2 separate regions of the Zea mays genome follow, and region 2 is linked to region 1. The links are chromatin contacts, called in public Hi-C maps. All regions are on one chromosome and are shown on one strand. Each heading gives the region's core, a stretch centred on a gene start, on an enhancer-like site or on the middle of the called end of the contact. The rest is flanking DNA. Distances are from core to core; before and after follow the strand shown. Region 1 holds the start of LOC100284288. Region 2 holds the start of LOC103644055 (mitogen-activated protein kinase kinase kinase 5).

Region 1 (4,768 bases), core at 1,223-3,722:
TAACTAGAATTAGTGGCACTATCAGATATCTCGGTAAAGCATCGAGATTATAATCCTTTCTTTATATTAATCATTTATATTTAAACAATTTCTTTTAAGTATTTATATCACTAGAATTTTCATACTAGTCTATGATTGGAACTTGGTGTGCAGAACTTTTGATCGAACTATAAGGCATAAGGAACGAAGTTGAGCTTGATTACTTGTTTTAATTTGTGCAAGAAAATTTGGAGACGCCCAATTCATCTATATCTTGGGTATTTTGATCTTTTAGCTGGCACGCCGGTGCTGTAGCATTTTGTCTCCGTATGTGTGGATGCTACGAAGATGTGCTGCTATGGATACGGCCGGTGTTGATTAGCAATGAGTGTGAGAAGAATCATGGGATAAACATGTTGTTGCTTGTGATAGAACCCTTCTCTGGTACTGTGTTATATACCTAATAATAATAGTTGGGTCGTAGCTTATATTTATAACATTGTCTTGATCGCACATAGTCAATATTATGCGTAGCTTATCCCGTATCCGTTTTCGTATGGACGGAGCAACGGAGGACTCTGCTCGGCGCAGCCAACGAGGCAACGAAGGGTTGAGAGTGGCAGCGCAGCACGGCCGCCGAAGCCGAACAGGTGCATTCGGGGCTTGTACGTGGGCGTTGCGTCTGCCAGGACGTAAGTGATAGTCTGTGGAGTGTGGAGTGAGGACTTGTTTTGTCTAACGCATGTGCCAACTTGGTGTAGATCAAGCTTGCTGATCCAAATCCGACTTTTATACGAGCCAAGGCAACGACGTGTTAGGTGGTGCACAGCGTGACATAGCGAGTGACAGCAGAGAGGCTGCTATAGGCACGCACGCCATGTGTGCAGTATACTAGTAGTACTAGTATTTACGGAACATAGAGGCTGTGTTGTGCTTATCTATTAGTACCAGTAGTGGTGGTACGGTGGTAGTCTTCTAATTGTCTAGCTACATGAGGTTTTTGCAAGGATAGAGTCTTCTTGCCATTGTTAGCACGTCTTAGAAGTCATATGCTCATCCACAAAGCATCGCTCTGGGAGTGCTTTTTTATTTTTAAACAAATAAAAGGCATTGTTGGGAGAGGGTAACTGATCGAGGTCTGGACAACAAAGAAAAATCCTGTTTTAACGACAGACTTTAAAAAAAATGACAGAACTTAACTACCGATTCCAATTTCTTTACTACAGCTTATATATCATGTGCGTGAACGTACTAACGCGAGACTGTGACAGCGCAAGTGTCAACGGCTGCTCCCACTGCCATTAACCCATCTAGAAAAGAAAAGAAAAATTCTCCGCAACCGCGTGCCTATCTGGTAGATGCAGAAGATCCATGCAACCCGGTGCCACTTCAGCCGACGGAAGCTCATACGCGATGGGTTATTTTAACTGACCCCCTCGAGGTGCCCAGGCTGTTGGAATCTTCCATGCGCGCTGTTGCGGGCCCACCCACCGCGTGGTCTGCGCCCGACTTGCTAGTTGCTACCGGTTCGGTTCTGGTTTGTTTTGGACTTGGAACCGTCTGCCTGGCCAGAACAGGGGGCGACGGGGAGCCGAGGACCACCGCTCAAGCGTTTGCATGTTTGCGCATGTGCTTAAAATGCCTCGCAGAGTACTAGGCTACTAGCGCAGACACCAGACAAACTGCTCATCCTCCTCTTCCTACTACTACCGCGCAGCACCGTAGTAATATATAAGCGCCAACAAAGTTTGTGACATACTACGTACTTCAGTTTTCAGTGTGCACACACTAGTTAAAATATGGAAGCTTAATTTGTTGGTTCGCAAAAAGAAAAATAAAACCTGCTGTAATTCGTTGTTTTTTTTGCTTGCTTATTACTCGATCCGGGTCCGTCTGCCCGCCCGCGCGTCCAGCGTTGCCGGATCAAGCCGGGTATGCGTGGATCGGTTCGAGATATGTATGGATCCGCAACCGACGACGACCGCATCTCACATCCACAGCGACGCAGGAGCCGCGCGCCCCGGTCAGTCCTCCCTCCCCACACCTCTCTTTTCTCGCACATACTAGCTGGCCTGTACCTGTACACACTCTCCTACCCTACCACACTCGCACGACCAGTCGTCGTTCTCGTTCCACCGCACCGCACCGCTCAGCTCAGCGGCAGGCAAGTTGTGCTGCCCGGCTTCCCCTTTGCATCCTCTCCGTGTCTTCGCCTCCACGTTGACCACGACCTCTTCCCTGCAGCCCTCTCGCCGCCTCCGTCCACCACCCATGCACCCACCCGAACGAGACTACTCAACTCAACGTCTCAACCCAACCCGTCTCTAGCCGCCACTCCACCGGCTTCCCACCCACTGCCGCCGCGCCCCCACCTGTGACTGTGCCGCGTGCGTGCCCACGCCGCGACCACCTCACTACCCCCACCTACGACGCAACTTCCCACGCCCCATCACACACCCGCCACCGCTTTAAAACCCTCACTCCCCTCACTCATCACACTCGCACAGTCTCACCACAGCGAGCGAGAGCAAGGCGCCCAAGCAACCACCGCGAGAACAAGTCGCAGCCAAACAGCCCCGTCTCCCAGCGAAGCTTGAGCTTGCATTATTCTACCATGTCTTCCATGGAGCTGCTCCACGCCGTCGTCCCGGAGAAGCAGAGCGAGGAGGAGGTCGCGCCCGCAGCGACGACCACGAGCAGCAGCGCCACCGCCACGGGCGGGGACGAGGGCGCCCACGTGCCCCAGGGGTGGGCCAAGAGGAAGCGCTCGCGCCGCCAGCGATCGGAGGAGGAGAACCTCGCGCTCTGCCTCCTCATGCTCTCCCGCGGTGGCCACCACCGCGTCCAGGCGCCGCCAACGCCGGTCCCGTCCGCGGCGCCGGCCGCCGCGGAGTTCAGGTGCTCCGTCTGCGGCAAGTCCTTCAGCTCCTACCAGGCGCTGGGGGGCCACAAGACCAGCCACCGGGTCAAGCTGCCGACGCCTCCTCCTCCTCCTACTGCCGCCGCTGTAACTGTCTCGGCAGCAGTGCCCGTCCCGGAGGCCCCCGCCCCGATCACCGTCGTCGTCCCGCCGCTGCCGCCAGTCGAGGTCGGCCGCGAGCCGGCCACGTCATCCACCGCCGCGTCCTCCGACGGGGCGGCCTCGAGCAGAGTCCACAGGTGCTCCGTCTGCCACAAGGAGTTCCCGACCGGCCAGGCGCTCGGCGGGCACAAGAGGAAGCACTACGACGGGGGCGTCGGCAGCGCCGCCGCGTCCACCGACGTCCCGGCGGCGCCCGCCGAGACGTCCGCCGAGGTCGGGAGCTCCGCCGCGCGTGCGTTCGACCTCAACCTCCCGGCCGTGCCGGAGTTCGTGTTCCGGTGCGGCAAGCCCGGCAAGATGTGGGAGGAGGACGAGGAGGTGCAGAGCCCCCTCGCCTTCAAGAAGCCCCGCCTCCTCATGACCGCGTGAAACCGCTGCGCGCGCGGGCGGCGGATCTCATCTCATCACCCGTCCAAGATTTTGGTCCGCAGCTGCCGAGTTCAGCGGTGGAAGTGGAACACACTATTCGTTCATTCATTTCGTATGGTGCCAGTAGCGCTATTGTTTGATTTTTGTGGCTGCTCCTCTTGTACAGTACCGAGTGCGAGAAAAGATGCATAGTCATCGTATACATACCAATACAATACCGTACCTATAGGTCTTCCTATTCCTGTGGAAGAGTAGAACTTGTATCCTTATTAGCTGTCAGTACACTACAGTTCATACACACTTGGTTCTCATTATCAGAGATCATTGGTGAATTAGTGGTTTTGTATCATAAGCTTATTGTAAATGATGGATTGGAGATTAGTATGGAATCAGATACCCATTTGTTCCATGCCTGGTTCAAGTCTCTGTAGATGCAGTTGCAGATGCTCTTTCCGTTGCCAGCTCGAACCATCCCTTTGGCTGGCTTGCTTCCATGGTAAGAAACGGAGCAGTCTGCTTCGCCTCTCAGAAGCAACGTCCTCCCTCATATCCTACCTTTTTTTTTCTTTCGTCGTCCTCGCGTACTCAGCCAGTGACGTCCATCAATCCCGGCTGGCGATAACATTAATCCGGTTCCACGAGCGTCCACCACTTGCTGCGGTTGCGGAGCAGCGACGCCCTGCGCCCGCCGCCACAAGTGGGAACAGCAAACCTGGGGCCGTTGCGGCTTCGGGAACGCCGACGGACGGCGCCCACTAGCGGGTGGAACGCCCGCCGACAGCGACGTCGCCCCGCCCGCCCGCCGGCCGGTGTTGATAAGTGCGTGCCGTGCCGACTGGCGGCCGGATCGCTTTCGACGCAACAGTTCGCAGCGGCCAGCCGCATTTGGTGGTGGAATGGAACTTGGAAGCCATGCGGAAAATCTAGGTGCGTCTCGCCTCGCCCCGTGCCGTGCCGTGCGTACGTACGTGCCATGATGCTTCCCGCCCACTTCCACGCCGAACCGTCCGCGGCGCTGGCTGCGTCGCGAGTGACGCGCACGACGTGGTGGTGGTGGTGGTGGTGGTGCCGACGTGCGCCGGGTGCGTGCGCGTGGCCGCGGCTCGGTCGCGTATGTAGTGTATGGGCGGGCGTTGAAGAAGCGTGCCTGGCGAGTTGGCGTCGACGACGGGGCGGGAGTTCCGCATGCTTCACGTGGCGTCCTCGCGTCCTGCGGAGCGGTTTCACTGGACATGGCGTGGGCGACCCGCCACCGGTCCCGCGACGGTGGTGCGCACGTCTCTGGGAGAGTTGGCAAGTTGGGCAGCTCGGTGCGTTCTGGATGCTGCAGGAGGATAT
Region 2 (4,597 bases), core at 204-2,703, 190 kb before region 1:
CGGTGCTGGCTGACGACTTCGCCGATGGCGTCGACGGGGGAGGCAACAGTGCGGTCCGATATGGAGGTGGATGGCGAGCTGTGGCGGCAGGGGTGACAGGTTGGCAGCGGTGAAGCAGTAGGGTTTAGCGATAAAAGCCATGGTTGGGTAGGTCGCCACGGCGGCGGGAGTTTGTGGAGCCGAGGGCAATGTGTCCGGACAAAATGCTCGTGGCTCGTCTGCTCGGTTCGTGACCAGCTCGGCTCGGCTTGGATTAGCTCGTTTAGGCCTTGTTCGTTTGTGTCGGATTACACCCAGAATCGTTTCAGCTAGTCAAAATTTATATAAATTAGAGAAGCAATCCGGTTAGGAATCGTTCCGACCCACCAATCCGGCACAACCGAACAAGACCTTAAATTTTTTCATGAGCTAGCATCCTAGCTCGGTTTGTTAACGAGCCAGCTCAGTTTGTTAACGAACCAGCTCACGAGCTAAACGAGCTATCACATTTCAGCAAAACAAAACTATATACATATTATGTACGTAACAATTGATGAATATGTTATATGTATGTATGGTGTCTATAACCTATAAGTTAAACTAATGATTGATGAATTATGTCTATGCATGAAATTGGTCTATGCGAATATAAGTGTGAGTTAAACTGCTGAACATGTGTGTGAATAGTGAATTGATGAGTGATGAGTTGTGTTAATTTAGTGTTATATTGATGTGGTCTATAAAACTATGAGTATAATTATTATTTTCTGTTGTTAAATTAGTTTAAAATTAACTAGAATTTAATTATTATACACATATTATTTTTTCTGCTCTGGCTCGCAAGCTAAACGAGCCAACTCGAGTTCGTAAACGAGCCGAGCCGAGCTGACTCTGTGGCTCGCTACCTTAACGAGCCGAGCCGAGTCGAGCTGGCTCGATATGCAGCCCTACATGTGCTGGCACAGTGACAAAATGGAAGGCGGACACGACGCTTGCTTTCCGCTAAGTCGAATGGGGATTTCGGGTGCGAGAGTCCGTATACACCACCACACGTTGAACACGAAGTGGGCAAAATCTCCATCGAGTGTAGAGAGAGCTCCAAACTAGAGCGTCTTTTAAGACTTAGAACATAAGAAAATTAGACTTTTTTACACGAAGCTATTCACAATATATCGCACATTTTCTATTTATACTATTTTTTTATTCTTAGAAAATTTTTGATGTTTTTTTAAGGATCTCGACTGAAGCATCTCACACCTTTTTTAAGCATAAAAGATTTGTAGATTTTTTCCTTTTCCTTTTTTCTTTCACTATAATCTATTCTAGTCTATTCTCGTATTATTTTACTCTCCCTTCTTGGATTCTTTCGATGAAGAATTATCTTCGATTTTTTTATTTTGACTCGATTGAAATTAAGTGGATGCAGTGAAAACAGAAGTTGATATAAGAGCCAACAAAAACACCAACAAAAACGAGGCTGAAGGGAAAAGCTGCATAGAGACCACGAAACAGGAAGGAAAGCGTGTAGGCGTGTACAGTGCATGTACAGTGCACACTACGTGATGTGTGTGCATCGGAGGGGCATTGACTCGCTGGACTTTCTTTCCCCCAAAGCCGCGTGGCCGCCGAGGCGCCGATAGCCACCAGACGGGAGCTGATCTCCCAGAAAACAACCAACCAACCCCGACCCCCGAGACCAGTGAGTAACTAAAAAAAAAAAAGCCAAAATGGCGGGGGGAGGTCGTCGTCTCCCCTCCCTGCGATCCCCTCCATCCGCGACGCCATCTCGGCCACTTCATGATCACTAGGGTTTCGCTCTTCTACCCATAAGCCCTCGTCCCGATGCGCTGGTGGAAGCGCTCCTCCTCCCCCTCCTGCCCCGCCTCCTCATCCTCAGCATCGACCCCCGCTTCCCCCGCCCGCGCCTCCACCCCCCGTCTCATCGGCGGTTGGGGTAGCGGCCCTAGCTCACGCCGCGATGGCAGCGGGGCCAGCAACGATCCGCAGCCGCGGCTGATCAGAGCGCGGCGGATGCGCTACGTCGTCGATGACCTCGAGGTCGGGGTCTCCGCGCTCGGCGTGGACTCTCCGGCGAGGAGGGACGCGGCGGCGGGGTTTGCGCTTGAGACAGTGAGCTCCGCGCCGATCTCGTGGTCTCCGAGCAACATGGAGGTGGCGCCGGCGAGATCCTCGTCGACCCCCGTGCTGCTGCCGCATCCGCTGCCCCTTCCAGGCGAGGGGGAATCGCCGTGCCGCGGGCCGGGGAGGCCGCTTCCGCCACCGGTGCCAAGGATGCTCGACGGGGAGGGGAAAGGGCCTGCAGCGGACGCTCCCGGTGTTTTAGAGACTGGGAGCCAAAGGATGACGCCGTTACTCGCACGGAGGTGATTAATTCGTACTCCTAGTTAATGCTATGTTAATGCTATGTTTTGTTGCCGTTATTATTCAAGTAGATTATATTGTCTGCAAGGATGTCACCCTCACAGCTCGAGGATTTCCAGATAGGGATGCAAGTGGGGCGGGCTGTGGACAGGCAGCTGGCCGCAACTCACCTGCTTTGTTTGGATACTCTATTCACCCCAATCTACATGTATTTACACCCCAATCCACCTCCATACACGTGGATTGGGGTGAATACTAGCCTGCATGCTTCTTCAGGCTTGGCGGTGGAGCCTGCAAAGCCTAGCACTAGCAGAGCCCGCTTGTCTTTGGTGCAAAGATGTAAACTGGGTAATCAGTAATCATCTGAGCACATCCTTTGCAAGGATTAAAAAAACAAATGTTGGTAGAACTGAAGGTTGTTCTGCTCATCGAGTCTCCAGTCACTGCAGTCCTAAAGTGGACATGGACCTCTCGTCGGTACTGACTAGTGACTACCATCACGCTGAGGTAGATCGAGCATGACACCGCTGTCGTAGCTTTCTACTCTCCAATCCTTGCCTTCCTCCACCTTCTCCTCTCCTGCATCGGCCAAGTGAGAGTAGCAGCAGCAATGACAGACAGAGAGGAGGCGGTTGCCGGTCCTCCACTACGCCGACGGAACGAGAGATGGCGGCAGCAAAAACGGACAGAGAGACAATGGTGGCGCTCTATGTAGCATTTCTTTTTGCAGGCATATGCAGGATCATTGTTTTCAGATCGCCTGATCGTCTGATCGATGCCACTGGGCGATCAGACGATTAGTCGCCCCTGATCGACCTTAATCGCCCCCCCTGGTTGTCCTGTGCATTTCCAGGACATATATATAGATATATACATATATAACACTGTATATAGATATATACTTATATAGTATAGAGACTTTCTCAGGACAAGCACAAGTATATACAAGGCAGCAGTATAAATAGTCCAAAACAGCAGTACATCTCCAGCAACAAGTCTATATGAAACTGTGAACTGAAGTCTGAACCGAACAGCAATATGAACTGAAGTCTGAACCCTGAGTAATTAACGCAACTGAACGCTAACCAGACGACTAATCGCTACATATCGCCGACTAGTCGGACGATATGGACGATCAGATCACCTGATCGAATCGACCCCCTTATCGAGCACTGAGTACTGATCAGCCCGACTAATCGCGACTAATCACGATTAGTCGGACGATCTGAAAACAATGTGCAGGATTTAGCGGGTGGTGCAGGCTGTCCACATACGTTAGCAGGTCGGCCTCCCTCAACCGACGAGATAAAGCAGGTTACCCACAATTGTCAGGTCTTCTTTGTAGTTCAGGTTAAGCGGGGTTGCGGGCAGGGCCACGCCGCTTGCATCGTTAATTTCAGAGTCAGGTTATGACACCATTACTTGTATTTTGTCATCATTGAGGCGTTAAACACTTAAAAAGGTAGAGTATCTGGCAGAGAATGGCAACATTTTTGTGGTGCATTTGGTTCAGCGATGTATCCTTTGCTGCAGAGTATGTTGATTTTGCTGCAGATTACGGTGATTTTAAATATATGGTTACCATGGTTCAGGGATTGGAGCTTTCAGATATACATAATTACATATACACGGGATGAACTGTGATTTAGTAACTCGAGTTACTTGCAGTGTGTTACTAGCTAAGGGTTTCTGTGGAGATCATGACATCAGGTCATATTAGGATTAGGATGGCGTCATAAAATTTTATTTGTTATGTATATTGAGTTGTCATGTTTTTTTGCACGTGAGGTTTTCATTATTGATTTGCATATAACATTCCTTAAAATTTGCACATGATCTTTTAACTCTTAGTGAATTTACTAGATACTGACTAATTGACATGATAAAAATAAGTTAGCTAGGGTGTGCTGTTTTAATAAACAAGTGACCTTGTTTATTTAAGTGCTGTACCACAATTTCACTTGGTTGAATTGGACTTCTATGAAGCTTCTAAGCTGAAACATAAAGACCCAACAAGTTTAAGCTACTGTTGAAATAATCTAGTTTAGTATTGCTGTTAAAAGTTGTACAAGAAACAGTGAAGATATCTATCACTTAATGCTTTTTTTTGAATATATGAGCTCTGCATTACTCATTGCTTATACTATTTTCATTTTTTGAATATGTTTTGTGTTCCCTTGAAGCACTTCAATTCTGATTGATGATCCTGATGTTCATTTGTGGTTTGCCTATTATA

The links. Hi-C and Micro-C count contacts between places; a contact is called where the count stands out from the background.
Region 2: a Hi-C map of leaf shows a contact between it and region 1, with 5 times the contacts expected there. The contact joins the promoter of LOC103644055 here to the promoter of LOC100284288 in region 1. A contact is called at or near these places in 10 of 25 Hi-C or Micro-C datasets (bundle sheath, ear, endosperm and 3 more).

What each region holds. Positions count from the first base shown.
Region 1 is chr1:286,710,294-286,715,061 of Zm-B73-REFERENCE-NAM-5.0, reverse strand. LOC100284288 reads left to right here and starts at 2,472. Exons shown (of 1, transcript NM_001157183.2): 1 at 2,472-3,837. The coding sequence starts at 2,594. The coding sequence ends at 3,430.
Region 2 is chr1:286,898,754-286,903,350 of Zm-B73-REFERENCE-NAM-5.0, reverse strand. LOC103644055 (mitogen-activated protein kinase kinase kinase 5) reads left to right here and starts at 1,453. Exons shown (of 11, transcript XM_008667251.4): 1 at 1,453-2,363. The coding sequence starts at 1,822.